Linked DNA regions of Sus scrofa: region 2 is linked to region 1. The links are chromatin contacts, called in public Hi-C maps. All regions are on one chromosome and are shown on one strand. The core of a region is the stretch at or near the end of the contact, and the rest is flanking DNA. Distances in the headings are between cores, read along the strand shown. Region 1 holds the start of FXN (frataxin, mitochondrial). Region 2 overlaps TJP2 (tight junction protein 2).

Region 1 (6,273 bases), core at 402-2,901:
GCAACTCTCTAAGTATATTTTGACATTCTGAGTATGTGAGGATGGGCCTGGGGCCAAGGCCAACAACCAACACACTTCCCTTTGCCGCCAATGGATTCTTCCCATGTGGCTTCAGTGGGTTCTTCTCAGACTTGGCACCACTGACATTTTGGTCTGGATGACTCTGTGTTGGGGGCGGGGGGCTTCCTATGCATAGCAGGATGTCTAACAGTATACCTGGGCTCTACCCACTTGATGCCGTTAGCACACACATGCACCCTACTCCCAACTGTGACAATCATAAATATTTCCACATACTTTATGGGGGAGAAATGACTTCTCCATGCCTGGCATATACATAACAGGTGCTCAGTATATGGCTGCTTAAAATTAATTGAATACAGGAGAACATCTCAGATCCAAAAGAATACCCTGTCAGATAGGCAGTCAAATCCCACTTCCTCTACCCTATTTTTTCAAGGCCCTGCCACTTCCTCCATGACGACGTCCTTGATTGCCCCCACCCCTACTTGTATATGCTCTCCCGTGCAACACCAACACCCAGTAGTTCATGTTCTTCTTTAACACTTGTCATTATCCTATTTATACAGATGTTTTATCTCCTCTGTTCATAAAATACTGAGATGGCTTTGGAAGAAATTTGACACTTTGTATCTCCTCTATCCACTATCTTTCCCATAAAGATGATATTCTCTAGTATGCATAGTTGACATTTTCTAAAGCATATATTCAAATATAAAAGAACTTCCATAATTTGTATTCCTTTGCAATACACAAACTAAGTAGAATTTTCTTTTATTTTTACTTACTTATTTTTGGTCTTTTTAGGGCCTCACCTGCAGCATATGGAAGTTCCCAGGCTAGGAATCAAATCAGAGCCGTAGCTGCCTATGCCACAGCCACAGCAATGCCAGATCCTATCCACGTCTTTGACCTACATCACAGCTCACTGCAACACCAGATCCTTAACCCACTGAGCAAAACCAGGGATTGAACCCACATCCACAAGGATACTGTCAGGTTTGTTTCTGCTGAGCCATAACGGAAGCTCCTAGAATTTTCTTTTAAAATGTATTAACATATTAATATTTATTGTGGGCTTAACAGGATTAAGGGCCTTTCCAAGAAAACTTTACATGGATTAACTCATTTTATCCTTACAACCACCGTATGAAGTAGAGACTTTTATACCCCATTTTACAGATGAGGCACAGAGAGGTTAATTAACTTCCTCACTGGTCACACAGGTAGGAAGTAGGCAGAGTTCAAATTTAAACCAAGCAATCCGTTTCCTGTCTGCACTCTTCTGCTATAATTTATACGGGCGGCCAAGCAGCTTCAAGACCTGAATTCCGTCCAGTTCACAGCAAAACTGCAGTTCCCAAATCCTTTCTGCATAAAATTCTGGAGCAGCAGGTCACTAAGCTGGTCTTGGAGTTGGGGACCTTAGTATTGCATTCACTATGTTGCCCAAGGGATAAGCCCTCTGCCTTGCACAAAGCAGCCTCTCTATTTTTGTTAAATGCAGAGGTGGTGCAAGGCTGGCAAGTTCTTCCTAAAGTGTAACATCTGGCCGTTTCCCAAGCCCACAGAAAAGGGGAGCTCGCGCCTGCGGCTGCGACCCGTGACCACCAGGTGGCGCCTGCCTTCCCCCGAGCAGGAGGGCGGAGCGGCTGCAGATCGCGAGGGACATGTGGACGCTCGGACGCCGAGCGGCTGCCGGCTTCCTTCCCCGCTCCGGGCCCCGAGGCTCTGCCCAGGCCCGCGCCGGGGCTCCGCGGCCGACGAAAGATCCCCAGCCTTATGGCTGCCGGGGTCTGCGCACCGGGACCGCCGCGGCCCGCGCACGCAACCAGTCGGTGAGTATCTGCGCCGGCAGCCGACAGGGCCACACGCCGGAACAAGGAGGCCGCGCACGCCGGGAACGCGCGCTCGCACCCGCTCCTTTGGGGCCGCGTTCGGGCGGGGGCGGGAGGCGGCGGCACCTTGCGGTGAGACCCCTAGTCTTGGTTTCTCAGAGAGTCTTTTGTACTGGCTTCCGCTTTCCGGGGAAAAGAGACTGTTTTTTCCTGCAATTCAGCTGCGGGAACTGCGCGGGCAAAGGCAGGGAAGGTGCACGGGGTCGGCTCTTAGGGACCAGGGGTGACTCTAAGCTTGTCACCTCTTTGCGAGAACTTAAGTAATAATTAAGTGCTAGTTACTGTAATATTCCTATATGTATATTATCTGTACTATTAGTACCCAGTACATAGGACTATTTCAATAAAATATATATCAATATAATAGTATATTATATAAATATGTATACTATCAGAGTGATTTTTTTAGGCATGGGCTTTTATGAACAAAAATGCTTTCATCGAGCGACGTGAAGATGTCAAGCTTTCAGAGCACAGTCACTGGAGCAGCGGGGCTTTTAGATTGGGCCTGGGTTCCAAATTCTAGCTCCTTCCTCGACTCCACATGGTGGGTGACCCTTCGGGGGATCCTGGGAACTCTGAGGCGTGGCTTCCTTTTCCATGAAGAGGAGATTCCCATTTTGCCAAGCAGGCATGAGGTTTAATTAACATATATAAAGTCTTCAGCAGTTCACTTTCTTCCCCCGAGGATACAAAAGAAATATCTGACCCAGTTACTCCACGACTAGAAAGGAGGAAGCCCAAAGAAAAGCTGTGGGATTAAGGCTGCCTGGGAGGATGTTTAATCCGGGTCTGATGATGTTAGGGAGCCGTGCTGGCCTTCAGGAGAAGACCTTGTGGGCAAAGGCCTGGGCAGCGGACTAGAGATCAGCTCTAAGTGGCTGGTGACCGGATGGGCTTGGTGATGGAGGTGGCAGGTGAAATCCAACACACAGTGTTGGTGGAGCTCCGGAACTTGGACTTTCCGCTTAAACCTCCCACTGGCATGTGTTATTTGGCCTTCTGTGAAGAAACACTGGGGTAGGTTGCCAACACTCAAAGTTGGGATCGTGGATCTCCCCTCTTCTCAGGAAAACTAGGCGGTTATAGCCACACAGGTCCCACACTTCCCTTCTGCAGAACACAGACTTGTTGCTGTGTTTATTCTGCTGAGACTTGCTCCTTGTGATCAAGTGTCAGTTTTGAGATTTTGTTGATGCACACAGCTGTCCATTTATTTGCTTTCTCTGCTGGATCATGCCGCTGTCCATTTATTTGCTTTCTCTGCTGGATCATGCCGGTTGGGTGAGTATGTTCCACCTTGTCCAGGCTCCGGTTGAGTCCTATAGGCTGCTCTTACAGTGGTGCTGCAGTGGGCATTCCTGTGAGTGGACAGAACTGCCTTTGGGGTGAAGTCTTCAGCCTGGCATTGCTGAGCGAGGGGCTGGCAAACGTTCCACGCACTTGATGCAAAGAGTGGTTGTACTGCTACGTCTTCCCCAGTACTGGAGGACAACCCATTCACACTTCAAGCTTGTGGTTTGACAAGGCCCAGGGGACCAAGGGGACCCGTGGGGGAAGGCTGGCCTCCCTGCTGGCCATCAGGCCAGGCCTCAGCAGGATTCTGCCTTTGTTGGGTCATGTGGTTCCAGGGCCTGAGCTCAAGCCTGTGGGCCTAGAACTATCTGGTATTCCCTCCAAGGTCTCCCTTGAGCCAGCCCTGTGCTGAGCTGACTGCATCACTGAACCCTGGTGACTTGAGTAGGCAGACATACCGCCAACACATGGTCCAAGGGCTCCGGGTGACCTGGGTGGCTTTGGGGGAGCACTCGTGATACCGCCTTCCCCCCATGAACTCCATCTGCCTCCCTCAGGCAGAGAAAGACAGCTACTCTTTGGGGCAAGGACAGGATTTTCGTTTCTGACCTCTTCCCTCCCCACACTTCTGCTGACCTGCTTCAAAACAGACATCAAGGAGTTCCCATCGTGGCTCAGAGGAAACAAATCTGACTAGCATCGTGAAGACACAGGTTCAATCCCTGGCCTTGCTCAGTGGGTTAAGGATCCCGTGTGGCTGTGGCTGTGGCTTAGGCCAGCAGCTACAGCTCCAATTCAACCCCTAGCCTGGGAACCTCCATATGCCGTGCATGCGGCCCTAAAAAGACAAAAAATAAAAAAAATATAGACATTGAACACCCTCAGGCCCCATGTTAAGAGTATCAGTGTCCTCTTGTTGAATCCTCGTAACCAGGCTGTATGATCCCGGCCTTCAGAGAAGGTAGCAGAAGCTGGGACTTTCAGCAGTTACCCAGGGAATGTTAGATCAGGAAGAAGAGGTAAGAGACAGAGGCAGGGAACCTGGGGCGCTGTTCCTCATGTGAATAAAAACAGCTGAATAGGGAATTCCTGTCATGGCTCAGTGATTAACAAATCCAAGTAAGAACCACGAGGTTGCGGGTTCAATCCCTGCCTGGCCTTGCTCAGTGGGTTAAGGATCCGGCATTGCCGTGAGCTGTGGTGTAGGTTGCAGACGCGGCTCAGATCCCGTGTTGCTGTGGCTGTGGCATAGGCTTGGCAGCTACAGCTCCAATTAGACCCCTAGCCTGGGAACCTCCATATGCCATGGGTGTGGCCCTAGAAAAAAGTAAAAGGACAAAAAAAAAAAAAAAAAAAGAAAGAAAGGGGTCTAATCAGAGTTGAAGCCGCTGGCCTACGCCACAGACACAGCAACACGGGATCTAAGCCTCGTCTGTGACCCACACTACAGCTCACGGCAATGCCAGATCCTTAACCCATTTGGTGAGGCCAGGGATCGAACCCACAACCTCATGGTTCCTAGTCAGATTTGTTTCCACTGCGCCATAACAGGAACGCCTCTTTTTTTTTTTTTTTTTTTTAAAGACACCTTGTTAATATATTTTGCTGATGCCCTGACATTGCACTCACAGCCAACAGCACTAGAACTCAGGGCTGAACCAAGCTTATCCAACCCACGTGTTTTTTCCCCAAGGCCCATCGCAGTCCTCTCGCACAGAGAAACACCAACAGCGGCACTTCAGCACTTCGATGGCCACTTTCAACAGTGAAATCACCAACAAAAGGCACAAAGATGTGAAAAAAACGTGCCACCAAACAGACTGTGGAGAGGGCCCTTGTTTCCAGTGTGGGAGCTGAAACAAGTGGGCAGAGGTGACCCACATTTTTTGTTGCTCTCTGCACATCCAAGAATGACCAGGAAAGTGCCCTGAGCATTGATTTGGGGGTACATTTTAGCAAAAAGGGTACTCTATCTAATAGTACTTCCTTCAGAGGATTCTTAGGAGGACTAAACAGGTCCCTTGCTGTAAAGGCTGAGAACACTACCCAGCAGATGGTGAACACTCTAGAATGTGCTGTGGCCGCTCTCTCACTTCTCCCTCAGAGCCAGCGTTGGTAAACAGCCCATCTGCATTCTGCTCCCCCATTTCCCCCTCCTCTGCTTACTTCTCAGCCTCCTCTCTGAGCTTGCCCGAGGCCCTGAGGGCTAGAGAGTAGCCATGTCTGCTGCCCCTTCTCTTAGTGGCAACTGCAGTGCCTGGGGGAGAGTATGAACCTGGCCACCCACTCTGAAAGCCCTTTGGTGCCTTCCGAAGATGGAGTCCAGCAGCCTGCCTCTCCATCACTCCCTTGCCGTCTCCGCCGGGCTCTCCCTCCCCTCTCCCCATCCGCTCTGCTGGCTCTCACTGGTCCACAGGCCTGGCGGTCATCAGCGCAGACCCCACTCCGCAGACCTGGGCACCGGGATGCTTAGTAGGTACATATGGAAAGATGTCAGCAGGTCATGGTGTCCCCTGCAGATCAAGTTAATAAGATTTGCCAGAGCCTCTCTTCTGGACATCCTGCTTTTCGTTTTTTGCTGGTTTTTTTTTTTTTTTTTTTTTTTCAATAGGTCCACACCTACAGCATATGGAAGTTCCCAGGCTAGGGGTCGAATAGGAGCTACACCATAGCCATGGCAACGCATCTGCAACCTAGACCACAGCTCATGGCAACGCCAGATCCTTAACCCACTGAGCGAGGGCAGGGATCAAACCCACATCCTCATGGATACTAGTCGGATTTGTTTCTGCTGCATCACAACAGGAACTCCCTGTTGTTGCTGGTTTTAGTTGAATTCTAAGAGCTCTGCTGACACTGCCCACCCACCTGTGCCCAGCACCCTGGCACACCTGGAGCAGTGCTGCCCGCTAGCACTCCTGTGATGGTGGGTATATTCTCTATCTTTGCCACAGGATGCCACAGGTCATTCGAAACATGGCTGTTGTGACTGAGGAACTACCTTTTAAATTTATCTCTTTTTTTTAATGATTTTTTTTTCCATTATAGTTGGTCTACA
Region 2 (6,529 bases), core at 236-2,735, 130 kb after region 1:
TGTGAGTTGCGATTAACATATCAATGTTTTTAAGAGGTGTTTTCATTCTTAAGTGACCCATGTGTGTCCATTACTGTAGGACACCCCCAAAGACTAAGATGAGTGAGACACAGCCTTACGGGTAAGTAGATTACATAGACAACTAACTTAAATCACAGTTGTTACAGAAATGTTAAGACTGTCTTGCCAGGTGAAACAGAGTCTCTTCAAGTCTACAGCCTCTAGTTAGAATTGACTAACTAGAGGCTGTTTCCCACAGAAAACAGTTGTTGCTCATGTTAAGAAAAACTTGTTGTGGCTACCAAGTATATGGTTGTGGGATTCAGAAGAACATTCGTCTTAGATGTGCTGCTTTTTTGGGGAACATCCCTGTTAAGGATGAGAATCCCATCACAAGTTTTCTCAGGGTAAGAGTCTATCCTTTGAAAAACATCAAATACCTCTAAGAGGTTACCAGACATTCACACTTTAGTGTGAAGTAGGTCAGCTCTTTGTGCTATCTAGCTGAGATGGAATATATTGTTGAATTCCTGTTGATGGTACAGATAGAGAGGGAATTTTGGTGATGGAGCAGATGTTATGGAGTCCTGGGGGTTCACCTTTGGATGCTTTAGGGTAGGAGGATATTGAAAACCAGAGCAGCCAAGCCCATGGGGTAAAAAGAGTTGGAAGCTTCTAAGTGCAAACTGTTTCTTTCCTGTCCCCCCTGGAATTAAGAGTGCTTTTGTCTTTTCTTCACTGCTTCACTACATGGCTTTCTTCCCCCCAAGACCCAGAATTGATGAGTTTGATGAACTTTCATAGATAGCCTACTAAGGCTGACACTATTTGAAGTGTTGATTTTTGGTTCTAAGCTCAGCCATGACAAAGGCTGGATATATATTTCTGACCGGATTCTGAGTCAGACAGACTTCATGGTAGGCAGTGGAAACTTCTAGTGTTTTCACCCTCTCTTTTAAAAATTTCTCCTCAAGAGGGAGTTCCCGTCGTGGCGCAGTGGTTAACGAATCCGACTAGGAACCATGAGGTTGCGGGTTCGATCCCTGCCCTTGCTCAGTGGGTTAACGATCCAGCGTTGCCGTGAGCTGTGGTGAAGGTTGCAGACGCGGCTCGGATCCCGCGTTGCCGTGGCTCTGGCGTAGGCTGGTGGCTGCAGCTCCAATTCAGCCCCTAGCCTGGGAACCTTCATATGCCGCGGGAGCGGCCCGAGAAATAGCAACAATAACAACAACAACAAAAAAGACAAAAGACAAAAAAAAAATAAAATAAAATAAAATAAAAATTTCTCCTCAAGTGGCATTTGCCTTGGGGCTGTGGGTGCCAAATCGTCACTGTCTTTTTGTGAGAGTGCACAGACAGCAACCCAGCTTGAGATCAGGAGCCAAGGCTTTTACTTCTTTGTGTGTAACACATTTTTTCACACAGTGTCTTGCCCAACATGCAGGTTGATAATGCTACCACCTGTAGTTAATTATCCACTTGCAGGATTATCTGAAGCAGGATTTTGATCTCAGGCCAGCTTCCCCTGCAGTATATGATTGGAAACAGAGAACAAGTTCAGGTTTGTTTTTTTTTTCCCAAGGTAAAATATAACCAGAGACATTCCATTGCTACCAGAAACCAAGTGTAGTTCACTCTGAATTGACCTGACTTTTGGATTATGCACCCACTAATGACTTAGCCCTCATTAAGTAAAGACAGAAACAAGCAAATGAAACAAGGTTATCCCCAAATAGTGTCTGGATGCCGAGAACAGTCCGAAGGCTTATTGAAGATAGAAGTGAAAAAATCAAGGTGGAGGAAAGCAGGAATCAAGTGTGTGAACCTCCCTCGGTGCTAGTTGTGAGCACCTTGCTGGGTAAACTTTGTGTCTTGGTGGACAGATACCTGCACATCTGTTAGCAGTCAATTAACTAAATTTTGCAGAAATGTGGACTAGGGGTTAGCAAACTACAGCCAGCTGCCTTGTTGGTTGGGTGGTGGTGGTGTATTTTTTCCTGCCTGCTCTCCAAGAATTGTTCCTACCTTTTTAAACGGTTGCATTTTTTTTGGTGGTGGTGGAGGGAGGCCCTCTTGTGGCACATAGCACGTGAACGTTCTCCCGGCCAGGGATGGAACCCACACCACAGCAGCAACCCCAGCTGCTGTAGTGACACGCTGGATTAAATGGTTATGTTTCATTTTTTTAATTTTTATTTTATTTTTTGTCTTTTTAGGGCTGCGCCCTTGGCATATGGAGGTTTCCATGATGGGGGTCAAATCAGAGCTGTAGCTGCTGGCCTACACCACAGCCACAGCAAGATCAGATCCAAGCTCAGTCTGGGACACCACAGCTCACAGCAACACTGCATCCTTAACCCGCTGAGCGAGGCCAGCGATTGATTATTTTATTTATTTTTGTCTTTTTGCCTTTTCTAGGGCCTTCCTGCGGCATATGGAAGTTCCCAGGCTAGGGGTCCAATCGGAGCTGTAAGCCACCGGCCTACACCAGAGCCACAGAAATGTGAGATCCAAGCCGGCTCTGTGACCTACACCACAGCTCATGGCAATGCTGATTAACCCACTGATTGAGGCCAGGGATCGAACCCACAACCTCATGGTTCCTAGTCAGATTCGTTAACCACGGCGCCACGACAGGAATTCCCTAAATGGTTACATTTGAAATGGTTGTATAAGAGGTAATATCCTCTTACCTGCAGAGCCAAAAATGTGTACTATGTGGCCCCTTAAGAAAGTGTTTGCTCCGCCCTGGTTTAGAACTTCCAAAAACAGGGTGCTGGGTTTCTGGCCTATTCTTCTTCCATCTGGGAATAGGTATGTCAGATGCTGGGTTGTGAAAAATTCTGGCTTTATAAGGACGCTCTTGTCTGGGGTCCCTCTTGGCTGTGGGAAAGCTGGATGGAGAAGAGGGTGAGTCTGAGGACTGAAGGGGTGATTTGCTTCTGGTTTCGGTCTAGGAAGGTGACTGCTAACAGGGGCCAATTGAGAAGTTATGAATGTAGACGTCCTCCCGGTTAAGCAGTAACTTAAGTACAAGAAAACGGAGAAAGTGTACATCAAAACACATTTTATTTTGGGGGTGTAGAAAGGCCCTAAAAGTGAGATGTCCCTCTATGATAAAACGTTGCTTTCTAGGTTTTGGATATTCTTATTTATGCCCTGGGTTTCCAGCTTGGGAACAAATACTGTTGGTTGTATTTCCCAGTTGTTGGCTATTTTGCAAACAGTTCATTCTTTCCTATTGGGGAAAACTTTAAAGTTATGATAAATCACTGTCATGGTTGAAGTCTTGAAGAAATGTCGGGCAGGGGAGGAATTAATGATGTTCCTCTGACTCAGGGGATTTGGAAAGGCCGATAGACAGATCAGTAACGGATACCCCAGTTCAGTACACATTAACTGCCATTGTTCTCTGGACTGTTCTAGGCCTTTCTACATCCTAAAAAAAGCATCCTGTGAGGGTGGGGGGCTATGCTTAACAATGCCCATAGGCCTTTGTTTTCAAAGCCTGACTCACAGTAGATACTCAAGTATTAAGTGACTAAATGCCATATATTTAAAAAATGTCTCATGAAACATTACCACAGTTGCCTTTTTTTTTTTTAAGAGTGAGATTTCTTTAATTAAGGAAGTAGATTTGTGTGAAACTTCATGGTTTGTAAAAATTTCTGCATAAAATTCTCACTTGATCTTCACAAGAGTCTTTGATCTTCACACCACCCTTGATGTTCAGAGAACTTAGAAATTTTATAGCTGGTTGGTGACAAACTGGGATTCACTGACAGACCAGACCAGCTGGAGAGAGCTCAGCCTGTGGTGCAGCTGTCTGTTCCCCCAGTCCCAACGGCTAGGAAAGCAGAAGCTTGAGTCCTCTTGGCAGATGTGATAAAAGTCCTTCCCTGAATATTCTTTCATAGACAAGTTTTGGTTGTTGCTCATATTTAGATGAGCACTCTTTCCTTTTTCTTTCTCGCTCTCTTTTTTTTTTTTTTTTTTGCTTTTTAGGGCCGCACTTGCGGCATATGGAAGTTCGAGGATTAGGGGTTGAATTGGAGCTACAGCTGTTGTCCTGAGCCACAGCTACAGCAGTGCTGGATCCCTAACCCACTGAGGGAGGCCAGGGACTGAACTGGAATCCTCATGGATACTAGTCAGGTTTGTTACCACTGAGCCACAGTGGAAACTCCCCAGATGAGCACTCTTGGTAGTGCATTTTTAAAAAATTATTAGAGTATAGGTGTCTTACAATGTGGTATCAGTTTCAAGTGTACAGCAAAGTGCTTCAGTTATACATACACATATATCCATTCTTGGAGTGCCGTTGTGGCTCAGTGGTAACCTGACTAGTGTCCATGAGGACTCGGGTTTAGTCCCTGGCCCCGCTCAGTGGGTGAAATGATCTGGTATTGCTGTGAGCTGTGGTGTAGGTCACAGACACGGCTCAGATCTGATGTCATCGTGGCTGTGGCACAGGCCGATAGCTTAAACCCCTAGCCTAGGAACTTCCATATGCTGAAAAGCAAACAACAAAAAACCTGAAAAACAAACAAACAAAAAACCCACATGTATTCATTCTTTTTTTTTTTTTTAACCATATAGCTTATTACAGACTACTGAGTAGATTTCCCTGTGTTGTACAGGCGGTCCTTTTTAGTTATCTGTTTTATATACTGTAGTGTGTAGATGTTATTCTCATCCTCCTAATTTTCCCTCCAAGCTATAGTTTCCCTTATGGTAACCATAAGTTGATTTTGAAATCTGTATGTTTGTTTCTGTTTACAAATAACTATTTTTGTATTATTTTTATTAGATTCCATATGTAAGTGATATCCTATGATATTTGTCTTTTTCTGACTTTCTTCACTGAGTATGATAATGTCTAGATCCAAAATGTTGCTAAAAATGGCATTATTTATTTTTTTTATAGTGATTTTTATTTTTTTCCATTATAACTGGTTTACAGTGTTCTGTCAGTTTTCTACTGTATAGCAGGGTGACCCAGTCACACATATATGTATACATTCTTTTTTCTCACATTATCATGCTTCATCATAAGTGACTAGACATAGTTCCCAGTGCTAAACAGCAGGATTTCATTGCCCATCCATTCCAAAGGCAGTAGTTTGCATCTATTAACCTCAAATTCCCAGTCCATCCCACTCCCTCCTCTTGGCAAACACAAGTCTCTTCTCCAAGTCCATGATTTTCTTTTCTGTGGAAAGGTTCATTTGTGCCGTGTATTAGATTCCAGATATAAGTGATATCATAAGGTATTTGTCTTTCTCTTTCTGACTTACTTCAGTTAGTATGAGAAGCTCTAGTTCCATCCATATTGCTGCAGATGGCATATTTCATTCTTTTTTTAATGGCTGAGTAGTATTCCATTGTGTGTATGTACCAAATTTTCTTTATTTCTCTGTTGATGGGCATTTAGGTTGGTTCCATGTCTTGGCTGTTGTAAATAGTGCTGCAATGAGATAGTGCAGTTTGTTCCTTTGGTGCTTTGGCTTATTCTGGTGTCTGCATCCATTTCTCAGAATGCCTGGTAAACATTCCTGTTACATACCCAGATAACAGTTTCTTGGCCACTCCTAAATTATGTACTTGCGAAGGTGTCTTTGGCACTCAGCTTAGAAATTGTGGTTTGGTTTAGTCTTTCCTCACAGTCACAGAAGGGGGATCTTGGCTGGCACTTAAACCCTTGGATGGGTGCTGGGTGCTGTCAGCTGCCCTGAGAAGGCCATTACTTCCCCAGAAACTCAGTGCACATCCCCTTTTCTTTCTTCTTCTGGACTCCTGTATTAGTGACCTGCTGGGGCTGTCCACCTAGGCTTAGATTTCTTCTCTGCATCTCTGAAATCAAAGAATTTGGGAGTTCCTGTCGTGGCTCAGTGGAAATGCACCTGACTAGCATCCATGAGGACGCAGGTTTGATCCCTGGCCTTGCTTAGTGGGTTAAGAATCCAGCATCGCTGTGTGAGCTGTGGTGTAGGTTGCAGACGCAGCTCAGATCTGGCATTGATGGGGCTCCAGCATAGGCCAGCGGCTATAGCTCCGATTGGACCCCTAGCCAGGGAACCTCCATATGGCATGGGTGTGGCCCTAAAAAAAACCAAAAGACAAAAAAGAGAGAAAGAAAGAAAGAAATTAAGAAAACAAGGGATTTTGGACCCATAACAATATATCAAAATGTAAATGCCATTGACCTGCTTTAGACTTTTGCTTCTTTTACTCACAGATGAGACCCAGGCTCCCCCACCTGCCTGCCTCTCTCGTGCCCCAGCCATGTGCTCTCTCGCATCTTGACCTTCCTCAGAGGGCTGCAGAGTCACTCAGGAGAGCGTCCTCTAATCTCCCTGGGGAGGCCAGTCCCTCCTCTTCCAGACCTTTCTGTGCTTTCCCTTCATAGCTCACATCACAGTTTTAGTCCTACAGCTGATCCGCCATTAGCCTGTGAGCTCTGTGAAGGCAGGACCTAGTTTATTATCCTCACTGTTGAGTCTCTAGTGCTCAGTATAAAGCCTAGCAA

Evidence for each region. A called contact is a pair of places that touch in the nucleus more often than the background predicts.
Region 2: a Hi-C map of liver shows a contact between it and region 1, with 3 times the contacts expected there. The contact joins the enhancer-like site here to the promoter of FXN in region 1. A contact is called at or near these places in 4 of 5 promoter capture datasets (fetal liver, fetal skeletal muscle, liver and 1 more), 31 of 47 Hi-C or Micro-C datasets (adipocytes, adipose tissue, alveolar macrophages and 18 more) and 2 of 2 datasets of contacts at active chromatin or transcription factors (alveolar macrophages and skeletal muscle).

What each region holds. Positions count from the first base shown.
Region 1 is chr1:222,410,834-222,417,106 of Sscrofa11.1, forward strand. FXN (frataxin, mitochondrial) reads left to right here and starts at 1,652. Exons shown (of 7, transcript XM_021064638.1): 1 at 1,652-1,859. The coding sequence starts at 1,692.
Region 2 is chr1:222,540,151-222,546,679 of Sscrofa11.1, forward strand. All of the region lies in intron 2 of TJP2 (tight junction protein 2), which reads left to right. Among named protein-coding and RNA genes, the nearest start is that of TJP2, 69 kb to the left of the region's middle. Within about 2 kb of position 1,486, at least 13 of the 83 cell types and tissues checked have an H3K27ac peak or open chromatin away from gene starts, as enhancers often do. A contact at or near this core is called in fetal liver and liver, where this site is marked.